Regions from separate parts of the Mus musculus genome. Here regions 1 and 3 are each linked to region 2. Evidence: chromatin contacts called from public Hi-C and HiChIP or PLAC-seq data. All regions are on one chromosome and are shown on one strand. The core of a region is the stretch at or near the end of the contact, and the rest is flanking DNA. Distances in the headings are between cores, read along the strand shown.

Evidence for each region. Hi-C and Micro-C count contacts between places; a contact is called where the count stands out from the background. HiChIP or PLAC-seq counts read pairs in DNA pulled down with a chosen protein or histone mark.
Region 1: a contact with region 2 is called in a FOXA1 HiChIP or PLAC-seq map of pancreatic cancer cells. The contact joins two enhancer-like sites. A contact is called at or near these places in 10 of 484 Hi-C or Micro-C datasets (the AtT-20 cell line, the C2C12 cell line, the N1E-115 cell line and 5 more), 2 of 115 datasets of contacts at active chromatin or transcription factors (SST interneurons and pancreatic cancer cells) and 1 of 9 other capture datasets (embryonic stem cells).
Region 3: a contact with region 2 is called in a Hi-C map of pancreatic cancer cells, with 2.9 times the contacts expected there. The contact joins two enhancer-like sites. A contact is called at or near these places in 1 of 15 datasets of contacts at CTCF or cohesin (embryonic stem cells), 7 of 484 Hi-C or Micro-C datasets (cortical neurons, embryonic stem cells, epidermal suprabasal cells and 1 more), 3 of 115 datasets of contacts at active chromatin or transcription factors (embryonic stem cells and pancreatic cancer cells) and 1 of 9 other capture datasets (embryonic stem cells).

Annotation. Positions count from the first base shown.
Region 1 is chr14:99,895,778-99,899,286 of GRCm38.p6, reverse strand. The region is part of intron 6 of Klf12 (Kruppel-like factor 12); the gene reads left to right. Among named protein-coding and RNA genes, the nearest start is that of Gm22970, 120 kb to the right of the region's middle. Within about 2 kb of position 1,521, at least 16 of the 459 cell types and tissues checked have an H3K27ac peak or open chromatin away from gene starts, as enhancers often do. A contact at or near this core is called in pancreatic cancer cells, where this site is marked.
Region 2 is chr14:99,533,917-99,537,247 of GRCm38.p6, reverse strand. The region is part of intron 1 of Gm41230 (predicted gene, 41230); the gene reads right to left. Among named protein-coding and RNA genes, the nearest start is that of Gm41230, 14 kb to the right of the region's middle. Within about 2 kb of position 1,342, at least 31 of the 459 cell types and tissues checked have an H3K27ac peak or open chromatin away from gene starts, as enhancers often do. A contact at or near this core is called in pancreatic cancer cells, where this site is marked.
Region 3 is chr14:99,140,687-99,144,077 of GRCm38.p6, reverse strand. All of the region lies in intron 9 of Pibf1 (progesterone immunomodulatory binding factor 1), which reads right to left. Among named protein-coding and RNA genes, the nearest start is that of Dis3, 43 kb to the right of the region's middle. Within about 2 kb of position 1,642, at least 49 of the 459 cell types and tissues checked have an H3K27ac peak or open chromatin away from gene starts, as enhancers often do. A contact at or near this core is called in pancreatic cancer cells, where this site is marked.

The sequences.
Region 1 (3,509 bases), core at 272-2,771, 360 kb before region 2:
TGGGGTTTTTTGTGCTGTGTGGCCCTAAGCTGGCATCCCCTGGGTTCCTTCTGAGTGCACTCAATGGGAGCTACTGGCAAGGAACAAAAGACAAAAGAAGACCCACCATCACTTGGTCTTCCCTACTGAGTGGCTGGTGACTTAATTCAGTGACATTCAAAGGAGCAGATGAAACAGGGAGACAGTCATAGCCTCCCTGCTGTAACAGGTCACAAACCAGCAAGTCCTGTCAAGTACCTGTCGTTGACACAGACCAGACTCCAGCAAGATTCTCTCATGGGAAACTTCAAGCATAATAGATTCCTGTGTGACTGTGTAAAACGCATTCTCCCTCATATCAAAATAACCACTCAAGGCAAACCACTTCCCAGATTAAATTGTAAAATCATTTAAACTGGCCTTCTTTGCCATTTCTTGAGCGTATGTTACTACATCTGTTTGCAAAGTCATGGGCCAGAAGCATTAATCATGCATGCTATCTACAGGGACTGCAAATGGGTACAACATGCTATAAATTCATGAGTTTAATTGAAGTCTCTCCACAATGGTACCCATGAGCATATTTTGTCACGCTGGTCATTATTATAGCTCACAGGGTTCTCAACTGAGTAAGGCACAACTGACGACTCCACCCCACCCCAGCAGCCTACAGAGCACCTCCCTGTACTAGGAGAGCTAGCCAACAGGAAGTAAGTGTTCTGCTCGGTACCCAGTTGGTTTCTGCATGCCCTACGGCCAAAGTATATGATGATTTTAGCAATGGGGTCTTACAATCAAGTACTGCTGGGTAACCAAGACTGATAGCTTTTATTGTTTGGGGGATATCTCTGGATACCCCTGATCAACAAGTCAGGGAGAAATGTCCCATACCTGGCCCTGGAGTTTCTATTTGGCAGCCTGTGATTTCCAAGAGAAGTACATGTCCTGAGCAGGCAACTCAAATGAAACAGGGAGGCAATCAGAAGAAACGTCAGTAGTCTGTACTGTTTTAGGGGTCTCTTACACCCTCCTGACCAATATCCCCAGCCAGGAACTGGAATTTTTATTAGCTCGTCTACTGTGTTTGGTTTCTTCTGTGAGTCTCCTCTGCTTCCGATCTTTTCCCCCCGCTTTCTGCTTAATTCTGTGTTCTTCTCCCCCCCCCCCTTGATTTTGCACTTCCTCATGAGATGTTCTCACCTTTCATAGGCACTACTTTTAATTTTGTGGTATATTGATTTACCATGGTTTTGGGAATTGAATTCACAGCCATGTACATGCTACCAATAAATAGACCAGTGAGGTCCATTCTCAGCCCATTGGACTGTTTTTAAATCACATTCTTAGTCATTAAGACAAATAAATGAGCACAAAGACATGAAAGCCCACAAGCCGGAAGTGTGGTGAGTCCGTGCCCCAGTTGTTATGGGGAAATTTCTATCCACACACACACAGAAATTGTCTTCTGTGAATCATCACATGCTGAGCTATTTCTATTCTCCTTGAGCTTTCTGGAATACATATTAGCCTCATTTTCACACAGACACACCCCTATTCTATTCATCCAAGTGATACAGAGCAAAAGAGAGGAGGGTTTTTAATCGGGTGTGATTAAAGAACGTATTTCCCCAGGACGATTGGATTTCATCTTACAGGTTTTAACATATACTAAGCGAGTAGAAGAGACATCAGTTATTCACGATGATTCAAAGCAACGTAAACCATGGGCAGCTGAAGCAGAATTAGTAAGCTTGAGTTATTAGTAAGATGACCTCATAGACTTTCAAGGTCACAGTAGCCTTCTACATCACAACACGGAGTATGTTTTCTAGTTAGAGGGAGCTCTTGCTTAGGAGCAAGTCACTTCTCCGCTGTTTTCCACACACTCGTACATCCTTTGTCTTGTTCAGTCTGCACAGCTCTTTTTCACACGAGGACTGCTGCCCCTACACTAGGTTTTCCAGCTCTCCTTATGGACGTCCACCGGCAGCTTGTTCATCGGCAAGACATTGGGTGGAAGTTTAAGACAGAGTCCTGTCTGTCCTCTTATGGTGCCATTTGGGGCTTCCAGGTGGATGGAGATCCCTCAACTGATCAAACTTTTTCCGACACTGACTGGCACTCACTGGGTCATGGTGAAGTACCTCCTGACCTCCAGATCAGACACTCCCGATTTTGTCAGCCATGTCTTTTCTAGGTACGCTCACACCTGTCTCCTTATGCTGTCTTTATAAGGTTTGTGTTCCCTATATACTGAGGGAAGAGATATTTATGGAAGTCTCTTAATGTGGACAAAATATATGTAAGTCTTCTGGAAGTTAACTCTATTAGGAGCATGTAGGTCAAGGAATGCTGCCAATGAGATCTAGTTTATCCATTGTAGCAGATAGAAGCCGATTAATTTTTTAGACCTAGGCTTGTAATGTTTGAGCTATCCCTGAAATGATGACTTGCTCTGGAGGTGAGGTTGAGGCAACTTCTGGGGATCCAGGGAACTCTTGCTGTAATGTTGGCAGCCTGGGGATTTATATGTTACATTCTCCAATCCAGAAAATACATATTATAAGCCCACTGTAGTGACTTACGGTATTGTGTTAAAATCAGTAAGTCAAAAGGATCTGAATAATACACACACACACACACACACACACACACACACACCATCTCTCCTTCATCTTTTCCAGTCGATTGATGGGCAGATTGAATATGACAAATGCAAAGAAAATACCCTGAGTTGTAATCCTAGAGACCTCCATATGGCAGGCTCTTCGTGTAGATATGCTACCTCTAGTCTGCAGCAACATATACTCGCTAAACTCCAGCTCAAAACCCAAAATGTATCAAATCCATTTATCCCCTTCCCAGGGAATCACTTACAGCCAATCCTCTGTATCCAAAGGGTCTACTCCTGCACATTAGTCTTGGATCTTACTTAACATCTGTGAGCTTTTTCTTGTCAGCATCCCTTAGCTGTATGCATAGAAGCTATGGGAAGCATTTGCATTGTTTCAGATGCTGTAAACAGCCAGATATCATCTGGGGTGTACAAGAAGATGCGCAGAGGTTAGATGCAAATACTTCACTGGTTTCTATCTTACACCTTGAGTATCTGTGAGGATGGGGCAAGAACCAGTTCTCTGATACCAAGGGACCACTCTAGTCTGTGCAGGCATAGCCTCTTGAAATGACAGTCAAGTGACATTATTCTCAAATAGAAAGAAAGAGTAAAATTTGGTTAGCTTGTTGTAACTGGTGTCAAATGATCCCAGGCTAGCTTATAATTTATAATTATATACAAGATTTCATAACATAGTGAGTAAAATGTAATCAGCACTAGCTCTATAGAAATTCAGGCTGGCTTGCATGCTTTTACTAAACAGCTTCTTAGCCTTACCTTTGCTTCAGGCATGTTGAGTAAGATCCTTATGTGTGACCAAAAATACTGTATGTGGAGTTTGGGATTATAACTGATGAGTTACGAAATCCGCGCACGCTATGGGAAGGGAGCGGGCTGCAGTGAGAAACTTTCC
Region 2 (3,331 bases), core at 93-2,592:
TCCCTCCACACAAGGAAGCTGTTAGATTTTATCCTGGCAGCATGGAGCCTATAGCCTCTCTAGCCAGGCCTGGCTCACAAGGGACTTTTCTCCCTTCTTACTAACTAGATGGTCCAGAGAGAACACCCAGAAAAGACTCCTCTTCTCTATTGCAATTCGTAGTAATTGGAGATGCTTTGCAGTATCCCGAGATGCCTTTCCGATATTGGTTCCTGCTGGACACCTGTTCCTACCTGAAAGCCCAGCACTCACAATAGTTCAATCCAAGAACAGCGTGAGCACACAAAGTGTTCCAAAATGAGAAAGGAGAGAGAGAGAGAGAGAGAGAGAGAGAGAGAGAGAGAGCACATAGCAAACATGGACAATGTTCGTATACACTGTAGGAAAGGCAGAGACAGCAGAGGGAGAGAAGATATAATGGAGAGAGCGGGTAGAGGTGGGGTTTAGGGCCCTACCTTCACTCTACTAAATCAGAATCTCCAGGTTTGAGGAGTTTATAAATGTGTCTTTAGCACACTTTTCAGATGATGGTGATACATTAATAATAACATATAGACAAGAGATGGCTGCAGAGAGAGTTGTCAGATTTCTCCTCCTGCTCATGCCCTACGTACTACAATTCACACAGAAACCAGAGAGTCAGTTAGAGCCCCTTTGTGTGGGGGAAGGTGGGTGCTGATGTCAACAACTACATAGCTCCTGTTTTCAAAACTGTTTTCCTGTGCTCAAAAGCAGTCCCGTTCTCATGGTGTCTTAGTGCTGAACAGGTGTCCAGTCAAATCTCCTCTTCTATAGTCAAGGTATAACCTCCCCCATCAATCACTGGCCTGGTAACACCATCCGCACAGGAATAAATGGCTACAAACTCCTCCTGCCAAAGATGAAGGTCTTAGCCTTGCTGCCTCCATAAAGATGCTGCTAGAACATCCTCCCCAGCTAATTATTCCTCCCTGTACCACTCCCAGAAAGAGGAATTCCTATTCTCTAAAGCCTGAGAATATGTCCCATGTCATAGGCTAGGATAACAGCAATTCATTGAGGAAAGCTTCATATGGAATACAGATTTCAAATACATAATTTAAACAAAACAAAACGAAAAGCAAGAAAGAAGCATTTTTACAGTAGCGACTATACCAGATTTGGCAATGATTGACTTTGAAATTCATGGGGCTATTAGGGGCAAAAGTGAGTTGCAGAAGGGTAAATGATTGCCAGATCCAGGAGGCTGAGAAGTCACAGGCTTGTACAGGTGACCCAAGCTAACTGCCTGACAGATAGCACAGGGAAGCCTGCATGGTGCGTCATCATCGCCACACTAGTAAGAATGCAGAGTGCTGGGGTCACTCGATGAGCAGTCATCACTTTGGAATTTATAAATGGATGCCCGTGGATGCATAAAGAGTCATGCTTGCTTACTTAGCTTGGCTATTACTCTTACTGTTCTCCTTTTTTATAATGAAGTGGTTTTATGCTTCTGAAGCTTGGTTCATTAAGTCAATGCCATCATCCTATCTAGGACATTGGTCATTTTTATTGCAAAAGAAAAAAAAATCATTACTTCAAGAACATATGCCACATATTTTCCACGTCCTAAACTTTTCACCTGCTCTTGTTTTGTTTGGGGCTGATTCGTTGTAAGGAACAGCACATTGCCCAGAGGTCATCGTGAAGCAGAAGGGGATGGGGTTAGTCCTCTGTAGGTAAGCCCATGGTGGTTTTTGCTGTTTGCCATCGTTAGCATTAATCTCTGCTTCTTCAATATCACTAAAAGGGCTTTAGAAATGAACTTGTAGTTGAAGTGGATAAAAATGACCCCAAGCCTAAATCATAGGAGAATTTACAAATGCACAAATTTCCATTCCTATCCTGCAAAGATTAGGCAGCCTATTATTTTTCGACTGTTCATTCCCCCCTTTAAAAGAAAACATATATATAAAACATGGCCATGGAGGAAATAGACTACATCATTAACTGAAGCTGCCCTGTCCTTAGGAAGAAGATGCAGTTTAGAAACTCATGTGCACCTGCAGTGTGCATGTAGAAAGTGCCCTTGCTTATAAATGATACATACAGTATGTTCCTTGTCACTTCCTACTGTTTTTATTGCCATGCTTTTCAGACCATATTCATGAACATGTCTAGATTGTCCTTTGTGCTTCTTACATGGTTAGTGTGAAAACTCATGCAATAAACAACCCAGGTTCTTAAAAGCCAAGGATTTTTTTTGATGCCCCTAAATGAAGGAAAAGAAGGGAGCTTTCATCTTCAGCCTTGACTATGCACAGGCTTGGTAACAGAGGAAGGGACAGAACCCAACGTTTACCATGAGTTTAATGTCATGCATAAGGTTAGGGGCTGTACCTACAGTTCCTGGCTTTGCTCACACCACCATGGAAGGTCAAAATTACTATGCTTGCTTACCAGATAAAAAGCTAAGGCTCAGAGAGGTAAAAATAACTCACTAAGAGTATGAAACAGGAAGTAGAGAAGATAGGTCAAGACAGAGCTTGGCCTCCATAATTCAAAGGTAGTGTATTCTTTCCATGCAGTTAAAAGGTGAATGGACAGCCAGATGAGCTGGTACACACCTTTGATTCTAGCACTTGGGAGTCAGAGGTAGGCAGATTAATGTGAGTTCAAGGCCAGCCTGTTCTACAAAGCAAGTCCCAAGACAGCCCGGGTTCCACGGATAAACCCTGTCTCAAACAAACAAACAAACAAACAGAATGAGCACAGATTTTTGTCTTTGCAAAGAGATCATAGGTTGAATCTATCCATCATCCACAGGCCTTTTAGCCTGTTGGGTTTTGAATTAAACTCTGTCTCATTTGATTTTTTAGAATGAGAAAGAAAATTAGAACCTTGGAACTGTGGTTTTTTTTGAAATTCAATAAGGTCTCTTTTGAGACTTCTTAAACAAATGATAATGACCAGATGCCTAGGAAGCTATTCTCCTTAACAAGGCAAAAACAAATCCTACTTAAAATTATCCCTTGAAGGCTTAATGAAAACTCAAAATTACATTTACAAAGAGAGTATGGGTTGAGCTTATGGAAAAAGGACCAAGAATGGCTTCTTGGTAGCATGGTCCTTTTCTGTCCTCAAGAGCCTAGGCACATGCAAACTGATCCTGACCCTTGTTGCTGCTTAGACAGCTAATGACACTAGAGCTCAGACATCTCCCATCCTAATACATTAGAACCTCCTGAGTGCCAGGCCAGCAAAGGACATCCAGATGTAGCCTCTAGGTAAAGGGATTCTTCAATGCAGGCCCTGTTTTCTCTTTGCTTTTAAGATATGTTCTTTGACATCTTGGTAATTTCCCAGAATC
Region 3 (3,391 bases), core at 393-2,892, 390 kb after region 2:
TTTTAAAATGTAGGATGGAATCTCTGTAATCTAGCTCCAAATTCATCTACTGGGCAGGTTAAATAGATTCAACTGATCTCGTAAATAAATCCAGATTCAAGATAGAAAGCTGTTTCATAGCACCAATTTTCTATGGAAATGTCATGTTTGTCACTGAGGCTTCTTGTGGCCTTTGGGACAGTCCACTGTGATCAAGACAGCACTAACAGGAAGGAAATACAATCACGAAGCAACACTGCACTAATGGCCACACTTAGAAGCACCGCTCAGTCGCCTCTGCACTGCGGCCTCCCTTTCACACAACTGTGAGCTGCTGCAGTTCCAGACTCTGCAGCAAGCAGAGCCTAGTGAATGCGCCTAAGAAACTCACAGCCTGGACTACACGAGTTTCTTTTCCGTGCTATGAGAACATCTCACATTCCAGGGAGTTGTGTGTTCTGGAAAAATTCAAGCACCTTAGTTTATTGCCCCTTTATTATCTCTCAGAGGTGCTTAGGAAACAAGTCATTGTGTAGACCTTCTAGATTTCCTAACAGTGGACTTTAATGTAACACTCTCATGTACCAGTTAGCTTTTATATAATAACCATTTTACGTAAATTGTCATCATATAAATGATTTTTATTATACACAGGCAAAAGGCATAAACATACCTATACTCATTACGTATTTTATCACTTACAATGCACTTCTCACATTTCCTTCCTAATTCAGACCTCATGGGCCCTTCTACCAGCTCATTCTTATAAAGAGGAAAGAAAACTCACGGTTAGGCAGTCGCTTTCCCCCCACTAGCAAGTGCTGTGAGGGACAGGACCTAAGTTTAGTCTTTTTGCTCAAAATCTTTCACTCATGGAATACTGTCTTTTCTTTTTAAGAAAGGGGTTGGGCAACCTCTTGAATACTGGCGTTGAACGTATGCACCTCAATTTGTGGAAAATGTCTTATTTCAAAACATGCAAGAGGGACTGTAGCCTTTACAAAGACCTAGTAAGCAAGTTATTTACATAATAATTCTTACCACTGAACTGAGTTTCTCTCATTCTGCCTCCTGCTACCAAGGTATTTCTCTACTCTTAGCTGCTTACGCTCTTCAAAAGGTAATGCAACTATAAGGAGGCGAGGCTAAAGACTAAAGACTTGCTATAGTTTAACTCATAATGTAATACACAGCCAGCTTAATTTACCTTGTTCAAAACAAAACTAATTGTTTGTTTGTTTTTCAAGATAGAGCTTTTCTGTGTAACTGCCCTGGCTGTCCTGGAACTTGCTTTGTAGACCAGGCTGGCTTTGAACACATGCTCATAGAGATTGGCCTGTTTCTGCCTCCTGAATGCTGAGATTAAAGCCATGTGCCACCACACCTGGCTTGAATTTTGTTCTTTTATAAGGAATATTAAAGTCTTTCTTTAATCATTTTAAGTTGTAAGGTTTCAAAAGAACTTACACCTTGTTAAGGACTTAAAGGGACAGAAGTTATAGATATATTTCAGATCTGCCATAGTGAGGATTCAGTCACATAAGTACCGGGACAGAGTCCTGTGAAGTGAAAAACAATAAAAGCAAGCTTGTACATTCAAAAGCTACTAAGGTGTCCCCGAGCCGGCACAGCATTGCGCTGCACTTTGGCGCCATCTGGTGGCAACTGTGTCACAGTGTTAATACCTTACAGGTCAATCTAAAACCCTGTGGTTGAAGCGCCTGGGTCCGATCCCATCAATTTTCTGGTTAGGCGGTATGATGGTTAGTTTTAATTGCCCACTCAACAAAGCCCAGAATCACTTGGGAAGAGTGTACATGAGCTGTTGTCTAGATCAGGTTGGCGCGTGAGGGGACTGTCTTGACTGCATTAATTGATGTGGGAGGCCCCATTTCCCAGCTTAGGCCCCAGAACTCTGTAATGAGAGTGCAGGCTGAGCACTCACAGTGCATAATTTACTCTCGTGCTCTCACCTGCAGATGGGGCTTGCTTTGACTTCCCAGCAGGACGGACTTGTGAGCTAAAATGAACCCTTCTCTCCTAAGCTGTTTTTTGTCAGGGTATTGTGTCCCTTCAGAAATGAAGCCTAAACAGAAAGTTTCCATTCACTGTGAATGAGGATCCAGAGCAGCCCTGGGGATGAGCACAGCAGGCTCTGACTATCCTTCTGCTGACTTCGCCTGCTGCCCAGTTTTCTAGTCAGCTTTGCCAACCTATCTACCTATCTATCTCTCCTAGTCGGGGAGAGAGTCAATACATGTAAACGTATGCTATGCTAGGATGTATTTGAAATGATTCTCTTTGTTCTTGTTTTTTGATGGACAACTGAAACATCACGAAACTGTCACAATAAGTACATAGTAAAATAATATATAGTAATGGCTATTGTTTAGGGAAAATCATGCTGTACTATAGAACTATGCCATAAATTTTAAGGTTATGTAAACAAAAGCCTACAAAATGCCTACAATATGCCTAGGAGAAATGAATGAACCACAAAACTAAATAGTAATTATTTATATAATACATATTATCTTTGCCAGAGTTCTCTGTCATGCACAGACCTTTCTCTTGGTAAGGTAAGATTTGTGAATTCACTACTATTTGGATATCCCACAGATACTTCCAGTGAAACTAAATTCAGTTTCTACTAAGGCCTTTTATTTTTCTAATGTTTTAGCAAGTTTAATCACTACCCACTAAGCTGGTCAACATGGGATCTGATCTCTTACCCCTAACCCACTAGGGCTTGCTGGGCCCATCTGCAGATCATTGTGCCCATTTAGGCTGAGTGATACCCTAGTTGGTAACGTGTTTAGGTGGAAAAATGAGGACACCAGGGAAAGGGAAAAACGGAAGCGAAGAAAGGAAGAAGGAAGTGAAGGAAGGAGGAAGGAAACAAGAGAAGACAGAAAGCAGGAAGTAGTTTAAATGCCAGATTAACTTTAGAGTAAGCATATGAGAACAACTGTCAGTGAAATAAGTGCATTCATTTAATCTTCCAATGCTCCCAGTTACTAGGGGGACCTAGCATATAACAATTCAAAAGTAACTGTGGGAATAAAAATATTCCTCAATGTTATCTGATATAATATCTTTCAGGATACATAAAATATATAACATTGCATATTTTACTATTTCAATTTTCACAAGTATACAAGAGAAATGGTTGGGATAACTTTTGGTGTCTTGGCATTTACTAATTTTTCTCTTATTCTTGTCTTTAAACTGAGGTAACAGGAAACAGACACATTAGGAAAGACCTAAAGTATGATAAGCCTTGTTGTAATTAGCCATCAAAGAATTTAGAATGTTAACATTCCCATTAAATTTATATTTACAACTATGAAGAAAGAGGTCTCAAAAACAGCATTTAATTTCAGTAAAATTATTATAATCCCAAACAGGCTTG